Regions from separate parts of the Sus scrofa genome. Here regions 1 and 2 are each linked to region 3. Evidence: chromatin contacts called from public Hi-C and HiChIP or PLAC-seq data. All regions are on one chromosome and are shown on one strand. Each heading gives the region's core, a stretch centred on a gene start, on an enhancer-like site or on the middle of the called end of the contact. The rest is flanking DNA. Distances are from core to core; before and after follow the strand shown.

What was found. A called contact is a pair of places that touch in the nucleus more often than the background predicts. HiChIP or PLAC-seq counts read pairs in DNA pulled down with a chosen protein or histone mark.
Region 1: an H3K27ac HiChIP or PLAC-seq map of alveolar macrophages shows a contact between it and region 3. The contact joins two enhancer-like sites. A contact is called at or near these places in 2 of 47 Hi-C or Micro-C datasets (blood and fibroblasts) and 1 of 2 datasets of contacts at active chromatin or transcription factors (alveolar macrophages).
Region 2: a Hi-C map of alveolar macrophages shows a contact between it and region 3, with 1.8 times the contacts expected there. The contact joins two enhancer-like sites. A contact is called at or near these places in 4 of 47 Hi-C or Micro-C datasets (alveolar macrophages, blood, embryonic fibroblasts and 1 more) and 1 of 2 datasets of contacts at active chromatin or transcription factors (alveolar macrophages).

What each region holds. Positions count from the first base shown.
Region 1 is chr6:153,432,913-153,435,612 of Sscrofa11.1, forward strand. No RefSeq gene overlaps it. Among named protein-coding and RNA genes, the nearest start is that of FGGY, 220 kb to the left of the region's middle. Within about 2 kb of position 1,434, at least 34 of the 83 cell types and tissues checked have an H3K27ac peak or open chromatin away from gene starts, as enhancers often do. A contact at or near this core is called in alveolar macrophages, where this site is marked.
Region 2 is chr6:153,415,216-153,417,915 of Sscrofa11.1, forward strand. No RefSeq gene overlaps it. Among named protein-coding and RNA genes, the nearest start is that of FGGY, 200 kb to the left of the region's middle. Within about 2 kb of position 1,361, at least 5 of the 83 cell types and tissues checked have an H3K27ac peak or open chromatin away from gene starts, as enhancers often do. A contact at or near this core is called in alveolar macrophages, where this site is marked.
Region 3 is chr6:153,736,121-153,738,908 of Sscrofa11.1, forward strand. No RefSeq gene overlaps it. Among named protein-coding and RNA genes, the nearest start is that of MYSM1, 18 kb to the right of the region's middle. Within about 2 kb of position 1,256, at least 11 of the 83 cell types and tissues checked have an H3K27ac peak or open chromatin away from gene starts, as enhancers often do. A contact at or near this core is called in alveolar macrophages, where this site is marked.

The DNA.
Region 1 (2,700 bases), core at 184-2,683, 300 kb before region 3:
CATCCCAGTGTCTTTGATATACCAAAGCACTCCAAGCCTTCCAGACAGTGGGACTACTGCACATCCTCTCCCTCGATGGTATGTGCTTTCCAGCTCTACTTTCCAGTAAATACCTGCACCTTCTCCCTAAGATGTGCAGAGTATCTTTTATTTTCCCTTTTAGATCTATACTCCAGCTTTCTCCATTTGCTCTGTGCCCAGGAGGTTGGCCCATGGAGATGGCATTAGTGGATTCTTCACCAATCAGGAGCTTCAGAAGGAGAGAGGGAATGAGTTCCTCGTTGTAAGTCCTCTGGACCTGGCCATGACCCTTGCTGCTCCTCTTAAGGTGGTTGGCTCTGCAGGACTCTCACTCCCCTTGTGGCAAATGTTTGGCAACTACTAAGCTCCTGTTTCTCCCTTGTGATTCTTCCACATCTGTAGCTTTGCAGATAAGCCCTCCTCTGAATACACTAAGTGGATGGGCCATTGAGACCCTGACTGGTACACACTGACCCAGCGCAAACTCCAGGGAGCCCTTTGCAGGCACCTACCTGTTACATCACAGTGCTGTCTGTCTGCTTCCTTCTCTGCCCCACCAGATTGCTTCATTTCACTTTGTTTTAAGTTGCCCACCCACATTTAGTGATCAGCCACTGCACCCTGGGCTGTGGTCTAGAATTTGCAGATTCTGGTTAATAGATGATCATTCCCGACCTTGAAGATGCCCTCTCTCTAGTGCCGGAGATAAGGCCTGGGCCCTGTTTGTAGCTCTGCACCCAGGACAAGTTCAGAGTCTGCTCATGTTCAAATCCCAGCTCTAGCACTGACGAGCAGTGTGATCTAAACAAGTTCACCTCTCAGAGCCGCAGTTTCCTCATCCATAAATGGAAATAACAGCAGCTACCTCAGAGAGTGCTTGTAAGGAATAACGAAGCACTCCGTAAGTGTCCTTATTATTATTACAGCAGGTGCTTAGTTAGTACACATTAAATGATGACTGAATTCATTATCTCATTTGAGCTCTACAGCAAACCTTCTTCCATCCTTCCCTGCTATATGAATTCCAAAGAGACAGCAAGGGAATTCTTTTTTCCTATTTCACAGAAGAAGGAATTGGGAGTGAGTGAATGAAGGAAGGAATAGCTAATCCACTCTGGGAGGAAGGATTCCCCACTTCCTCTCAGAGGCTATAGCTCGGCTGTTTGTCTGAAGAGCCTGGAGCCCTGTGCCCGGGAGAAGTGATCCTGGCTTTCTCTCCAGCTTTCCAGCTCTGGGGGACGGTGCCAAGGGCTCACCTCGGTTCAGTTTCTGTCTAACCCAGTCTGGGTGCAGGTACTTCTGGACTTTGTAAACACTGGGCCTCTGGGCTCTGCCCCAGAAGCCCCCAGCTTCCCAGAACTGGTGGCCCCAGTTCCTGTTCAGCTGCTGCTTTTTCTGTAAGGCCCCTGCAAGCCTCACTGCCCCTTCTGGTAAGTGCAGGAGCCAGGAGGGAGGTTCCACTTTCACATTCGCTACCACACCCACAGGAGGGAGATTTCTCAGTGTGGAGGGGAAATTTCCTTTCTCTTTAGGCCTAACCTCAAGCTCGTCATTTTTTTCTGGACGTGCTTAATTTTCTACTGAGGCTCAGGGCTCTCCCCCCTGCCCACAGCCTCCCTAGATCACAACTTGACTCTGCTGCAGAGATAAGAGAGAACTGTCACCCTGCTGAGCCCCTGCCACAGGCCTGTCCTGGGCTCCAGGGTGCTTTCCATGCCTCCTGATGTGCGCCTTCCCTTGCCCCTATTTTACAGACGTGGGGACTGAGGCTCAGGGCGATGGAATGGCTAGTGTTGGAATGTTCATGTGGGACAACCTGCCCCTTAGAACTTTAGAAGCAGTTGGATGTGGCCACAGAAAGGGAGTCCCCAAATGGAATTAATCTTGGCTGCTCTATCATGTGCTCAGCACTGTTACTTTGCTTCCTGTAATCTGCATGTTTATTTGTGTCCATATTTGTCTCTCCTACTTGACCGTCCCTCCTGAAGGGCAGAGAAGGTGACTCACTCCTGTTGTCCCTGGCCCTGGTGGACACCCTAAGGCAGGAAGGATCTTCTGGTCTGAGATGTGAAAGCAAAGCCAGTGTGTCTGGTGGTGGAGAGTTAGTGGAGGGGAAATACAGGGCAAGGCTGGAGAAAAAAGCAAGACCAGATCACAGAGGACCCTGTAGGCCATGGTGAGGGATCTGCGTTTAATTTTAAGGGCAAAAGGAAGCCACTTAAGGCTTTTGAACAGGGTCCTTACATGTTACAACCAAGTAATCTGGCTGTAGTGTGGAGAACAGATTGGAAAGTAACCGTTGAAGCTCAGTGAGGAGCTGTCCCAGGAGATCAGGCATGAAATGGGGGGGGGGGGGTCTCTCCAGGTCAGGGCTTCTCAGACTGGAAGACCCGTTAAAAGTACAGTTTGCTGGCCTCACCCTAGAGTTTCAGATTCAGTAGATCTGGTTGGGGGTGAGGTGATGCTGAGAATTTGTATTTCTACCAAGGTCCCTCGTGATGTAGATGGTACTTGTCCCCGAGGACCGCTGGGGCTTTGGAAAGAGGAAAAAAAGGATGAGTTAAGAGACAGTCTTGGAGTTCCCGTCATGGCGCAGGGGAAATAAATCTGACTAGGAACCATGAGGTTGTGGGTTCAATCCCTGGCTTCACTCAGTGGATTAAGCACCTGGCATTGCCG
Region 2 (2,700 bases), core at 111-2,610, 320 kb before region 3:
AGGACAGATAGCCTATTTTATTGAACATTTTATCTCCTTCTATAGCATAGAATATACTCATCAAATATTTGTGTGGAATGAACAGAAGAAATTTTAACTCACTCAAGGAGAATTAAAATGATAATGATTAAGTATGCTTAGCCGAATTTTCAGTTAATCGAGGATTTGTTAATAAAGATAGGGTCATGAATGCTTTACTTTGTGGGCAGAGTTTGAGAAGACAGACCTTGAATGTGAGATGAAAGAGATATATATCAAGTCTATTATTGATATATTGTACGTCATTAGGCAGGTGCTCAGCTTTTCTGGACACCATTATCTTCAACAGGGAAAGAATGATTCCTGCCATTCTCAAGAGATTAAATGAGATAATAGTCCTGAACAAAAATTGTAGTGACGGAGTTCCCGTCGTGGCTCAGTGGTTAACAAATCCTACTAGGAACCATGAGGTTGTAGGTTCGATCCTTGGTCTCGCTCAGTGGGTTAAGGATCCGGTGTTGCCGTGAGCTGTGGTGTAGGTTGCAGACGCGACTCGGATCCCATGTTGCTGTAGCTGTGGTGTAGGCCCGTGGCTACAGCTCTGATTAGACCCCTAGCCTGGGAACCTCCATGTAACGTGTGTGCGGCCCTAAAAGGACAAAAGACAAAAAAAACAATTGTAGTGAGATATGCAAATGTCAGCACTTATTATAATGGAGCATTCAAGGAAATGAAAGAGTAAAGATACCAAGTAACTGTCACCAGTGTTGAGGATGCTCTGTTGTCTCCCAGTTATAACCTCCCACAATCTGTTTCAGGACACTGGGCTGGGACTCTCCAAACCAAATGCCTCCTTTGCAGGTGAAAGACTTATATGTTGAGAACTATAAAACATTCATCAAGGAAATTAAAGAGAATGCAAAGAAATGGAAAGATATTCCATGCTCCTGGGTTGAAAAATTAATATTGATTGTAAAAATGGCCATACTACCCAAAGCAATCTACACATTCAATGCAATCCCTATCAACTTACCCATGACATTTTTCACAGAACTAGAACAAACAATCAAAACATTTATATGGAACTCGGACCTATGTCTGGTCACTTATGATGGAGCATGATAATGTGAGAAAAAAGAATGTATACATGTATGTGTGACTGGGTCACCTTGCTGTGCAGCAGGAAATTGACAGAACAGTGTAAATCAGGTATAATGGAAAAAATAAAAATCATTACAAATGCCTCCTTTGCCATCAGCTCCCTTTTAGGCTGTGCCAATAGGGGGTGCTAGAGAGAGACTGTAGGCCCAGCAGAGGAAGAAGAAACTTGTGCTTCCTGTTTTTGTCAGGATCACCCCAGCCTTGCCTCTTCAAGGCAGCAGCCATTCCTTCCAGTTGAATTCAAGTGGGGGGTTTCTGATTCTCAGAGAACCAGCTTTGCTGCATCATCGCAAGGACATCTCCTCTAGTTACTGGCACACCCAGGTCTGGGTTGCAGTCCCACAGAGCTCCTCCTCCAAGTGCAGAGACTTCTGCCCTAGTGGAGCCACACCTGCTGTGTTTAAATCCTCCAGACCCTGCATTCAAATTTCTACATTTATTTTTCATTTTTTAAAATTTTATTGAAGTATAATTGATTTGCAATGTTGTGATAATTTCTGCTGTATAACAAAATGATTCAGTTATGCATGTATTCACATCCATTCTTTTTCAGAGTCTTTTCCCATATAGATTATTAGAGAATATTGCATAGAGTTCCCTGTACTATATAGCAGATCCCTGTTAACTTCAGCCTCTTCTTTCGGTTCCCTCAGTGCTGGAGGTGGCAGCAGCTTCCTGCGGTTGTTACCTTCTGCTACTCTTTTTGCTGTTTTAGTTCTTTGACTCCTGGTTAACAGTCTTTATATTAAATTCTCTCTGTTAAGATAGCTGGTGTGCTTTCTGTCTCCCAACTGTACTTGAACCAATATTAGGCTGACATATTAGGCTAGCTTTGGAGAAGGAATAGGAGGAGAACATGGGTAGAAAAGAGATTAGGAACTCTGGTCGTCCTTTATAAAATCTCCTTGAAACATTCTAGAATGTTCCTGTGGTAAGCAGCGTCTAAGCCAGCATCCACTGATCCCTGCATCCTGACATGCTGACAGCCCTCATTGGAAATTCACTGTTTTCCCAAAAGGTGGCCAAAGTGTGGCACCAGATAGGCTTCCTTGGGTTCTTGAGGCAACACATTCCACATGAAGGAATCCTGCTTGGGCTCATATACTGGGTGACACAGAAAGATGTTGGTTTTAAATGGGGCCCAAAGCAGGACAGCTTCTCAGGAGATCTGAGCTGTAATGCAGTCAGCATGGCCCCTTGGTCCATGTGTCCTGTCAGATGATGTTGTGTAAACGTCACTGTGAATCTTACAGCATTTTGCAATGGGAGATTCACAGGGAGGCTCCTGCCATTCTGAAGGAAGGCACACATCTGCAGAGAGAATTATACAAAGAGATCATTAGTCTAACTTTGGTATTTTAAAAAAAGGGAGTGGGGAGCCACAAAGTGAAATTAGCAGAAGTGACAAAAACAAGAAACATCATGCCCACAATAGTTCAAATTATTCAGGAGATAGTTTAACCATTCCAGTACACATATTAATCAGAGGGACCTTGTTTATTTAGAGAGGCCAAATATTGAGCACATGGTAGGTGTTTAAAAAATAAATGCTATTGGGAG
Region 3 (2,788 bases), core at 6-2,505:
ATAAGACACATAAATCTTACAATCTCATCACAATTCTCATTTGCCTTATCCTAAAATTGAACGTGCTTCCACCAGAGTTCTTTTTTTTTTTTTTTTTTTTTTTTTGTCTTTTTGCTATTTCTTTGGGCCGCTCCCGCGGCATATGGAGGTTCCCAGGCTAGGGGTCGAATCGGAGCTGTAGCCACTGGCCTATGCCAGAGCCACAGCAACGCGCGATCCGAGCCGCGTCTGCAACCTACACCACAGCTCAAGGCAACGCCCGATCGTTAACCCACTGAGCAAGGGCAGGGACCAAACCCGCAACCTCATGGTTCCTAGTCGGATTCGTTAACCACTGAGCCACGACGGGAACTCCCCACCAGAGTTCTAATCACTCTGTGTCTGTCATGTGTCTCTCCTGTTCACACAGTTACACAGTCTTGTGTGTGTCTTAGGGAGGATGGGTCCACAGCATGTGCGGGGAGTCTGCCATAGGCCAGGCCTGTCAGATGTGTGCTTTTGATACATGATCTCCTTGGATCTTCCCCCAGACTCTAAAGAGACATGGAATCGCCATCCCAAGATGAGAACACAGATGCTATGAAAGGTCAAGGACCTTAACCAGGTGTGATGCCATATTCTTTGCATCACTCTGTAGCCTAACTGAGGCCAAAGCAGGTGTCCAATAAATGTCAAAGAATGCTACTACAGATGACGAAGCCCCTCCTCTGAGGCTGCATGTTCTCTACGTTCAGCACTTGAGGGCAAACACTCAGGGGCCGAATTGCCTTGGCTCTTTCCCTTTCCAGATCTCTGCCTTTGGTAAGTTCTTAACCACTCTGTGCCTCAGTTTAAATCACCTGTAAAATGGAAATCATAACAGCATCTACCTTATAGTATTGTTTGTTTTGAGAATAAAATAAATTTGAATATGTAGATTGTTTTGTATAGTGTCTGGCATATAGTAAATGCTCATTAAATGTCTCTCTTAAATAATTAGAGCAGAGCCCCTGCCCAGTAGCACCACTGGAAAGACTCAGGAAACTGCCCATTGAGCTGTGGTAGGTCCAGGCCTTAAGAGCCTGCAGATACTTGGATGCTGTTGCCAGTAGGAAACAAGGCCCGTTTCCAGCTGTAACAGCCTCACAGTTGACAAAGGGATGTTTTACTCTCTCATTTCCTTCACAAGTCATTTTACTCTCTTTCCAAGGCTTTAGGGCAACTGTTGTTTCAATAGGAAGCTCTCTGGAGCCATGAGTCAACAGTTGCTCATCCCAGGAGGTGATTCACACACCAGAGCGTGTGGTCTACAAATGGTGTGGGGGTGGTACCTCTGGGGGAGAGATTGATGTGCCCCCAGATGAGTTGTTTGCGATCATAGGCTTCTCACAAGCAGACGTGAGAACAGATGCACCAATTAATTTCTCATCATGTCCCCTTCACACTCCTCCGGAAGGGGCACAAATGCTCCAAAAGATGTTGAACTTGGGCTTGGGAACAGTCATTTCCTCTGTCCCACAGGCCTTTTCACAATGAGGGCGGGTTAGAGTCAGAAGACGGAACTAGATATTTGGATGGTTCCACGATGTGTGTTACTCATATTAGGGTAAGCTGAGAAGATTCCTGAGTAGCTGACTGGAGAGGGGTTTTGGAGCCGAAGGCAGTTTCAGTGGGGTGAGAGTCTTGCCCTTCGATTTTCACTTGATAATAAAAATGTTCAGGTAGAAAAATTGATCAAGCTGTTACGTATTTGTCTGTTTCTTCCACTAGATCATGCACATCCCAGGGATACTAAATCTTACTCTGCATCTCTAAGAGTTAGGACTAGGAGTCCTGCATTGACCATGTGCCAAAACACCTGCATCTGAATCTGAGTTCCAGACAAGCTGCTTAACCTCTCATTTCTGTAGTTTTCTCTCCTATAATATGGAGACTAGATAATTCCAGCCCAATAGGGTTGTCAAAACATTAATTGATCTAATGCAGTGCTACTAAGAGTGGGATCCGTGGATCGTAGCTCCTCTGCAAATTGTTACCAGTCCTTGGTCAGTTGTGTACAAAAAGTGAAAGTAATCTCTTGGAAGCTTTTATAGCAACTGCACATTTCAGCAATAGTTTTATTATCTTTAATGAAAGTATCAGCTCACAGTAGTTAACATTTTTTTTAAATCCAGTCCATCAATATAATTTGAGAACTACTAATAGAATCTAATCTTACAATGGAGATGTGTTCAAGCATTTACTTTTCAAAATGTATATCATTTTATCAGAAACATCTTCCTGTAGATATAAGACCAGATACTCTTCAAGGAAAACATAGGCCAAACACTCTCTGACATAAACAACAGCAATACCTTATCAGATCCACCCCTTAGAGTAATGACAATAAAAATAAAAATAAACAAATGAGACTTAATTAAACTTAAAAGTTTCTGCACAGCAAAGGAAACCATAAACAAAACAAAAAGACAACCCACAGAATGGGAGAAAATATTTGCAAATGAAGTGACTGACAAGGGATTAACCTCTAAAATTTATGAATACCTCCTATCACTCAATACCAAAACAAAACAAAACAAAACAAAACCATCAAAAAATGGGCAGAAGATCTAAACAGACAGTTCTCCAAAGAAGACATACAGATGGCCAAAAAATACATGAAAAGATGTTCAACTTTACTGATTATTAGAGAAATGCAAGTCAAAACCACTATGAGGTACCACCTTACACCAGCTAGAATGGCCATTGTCAAAAAGTCTACAAACAATAAGTGCTAGAGAGGATGTGGAGAAAAAGGAACCCTATTACA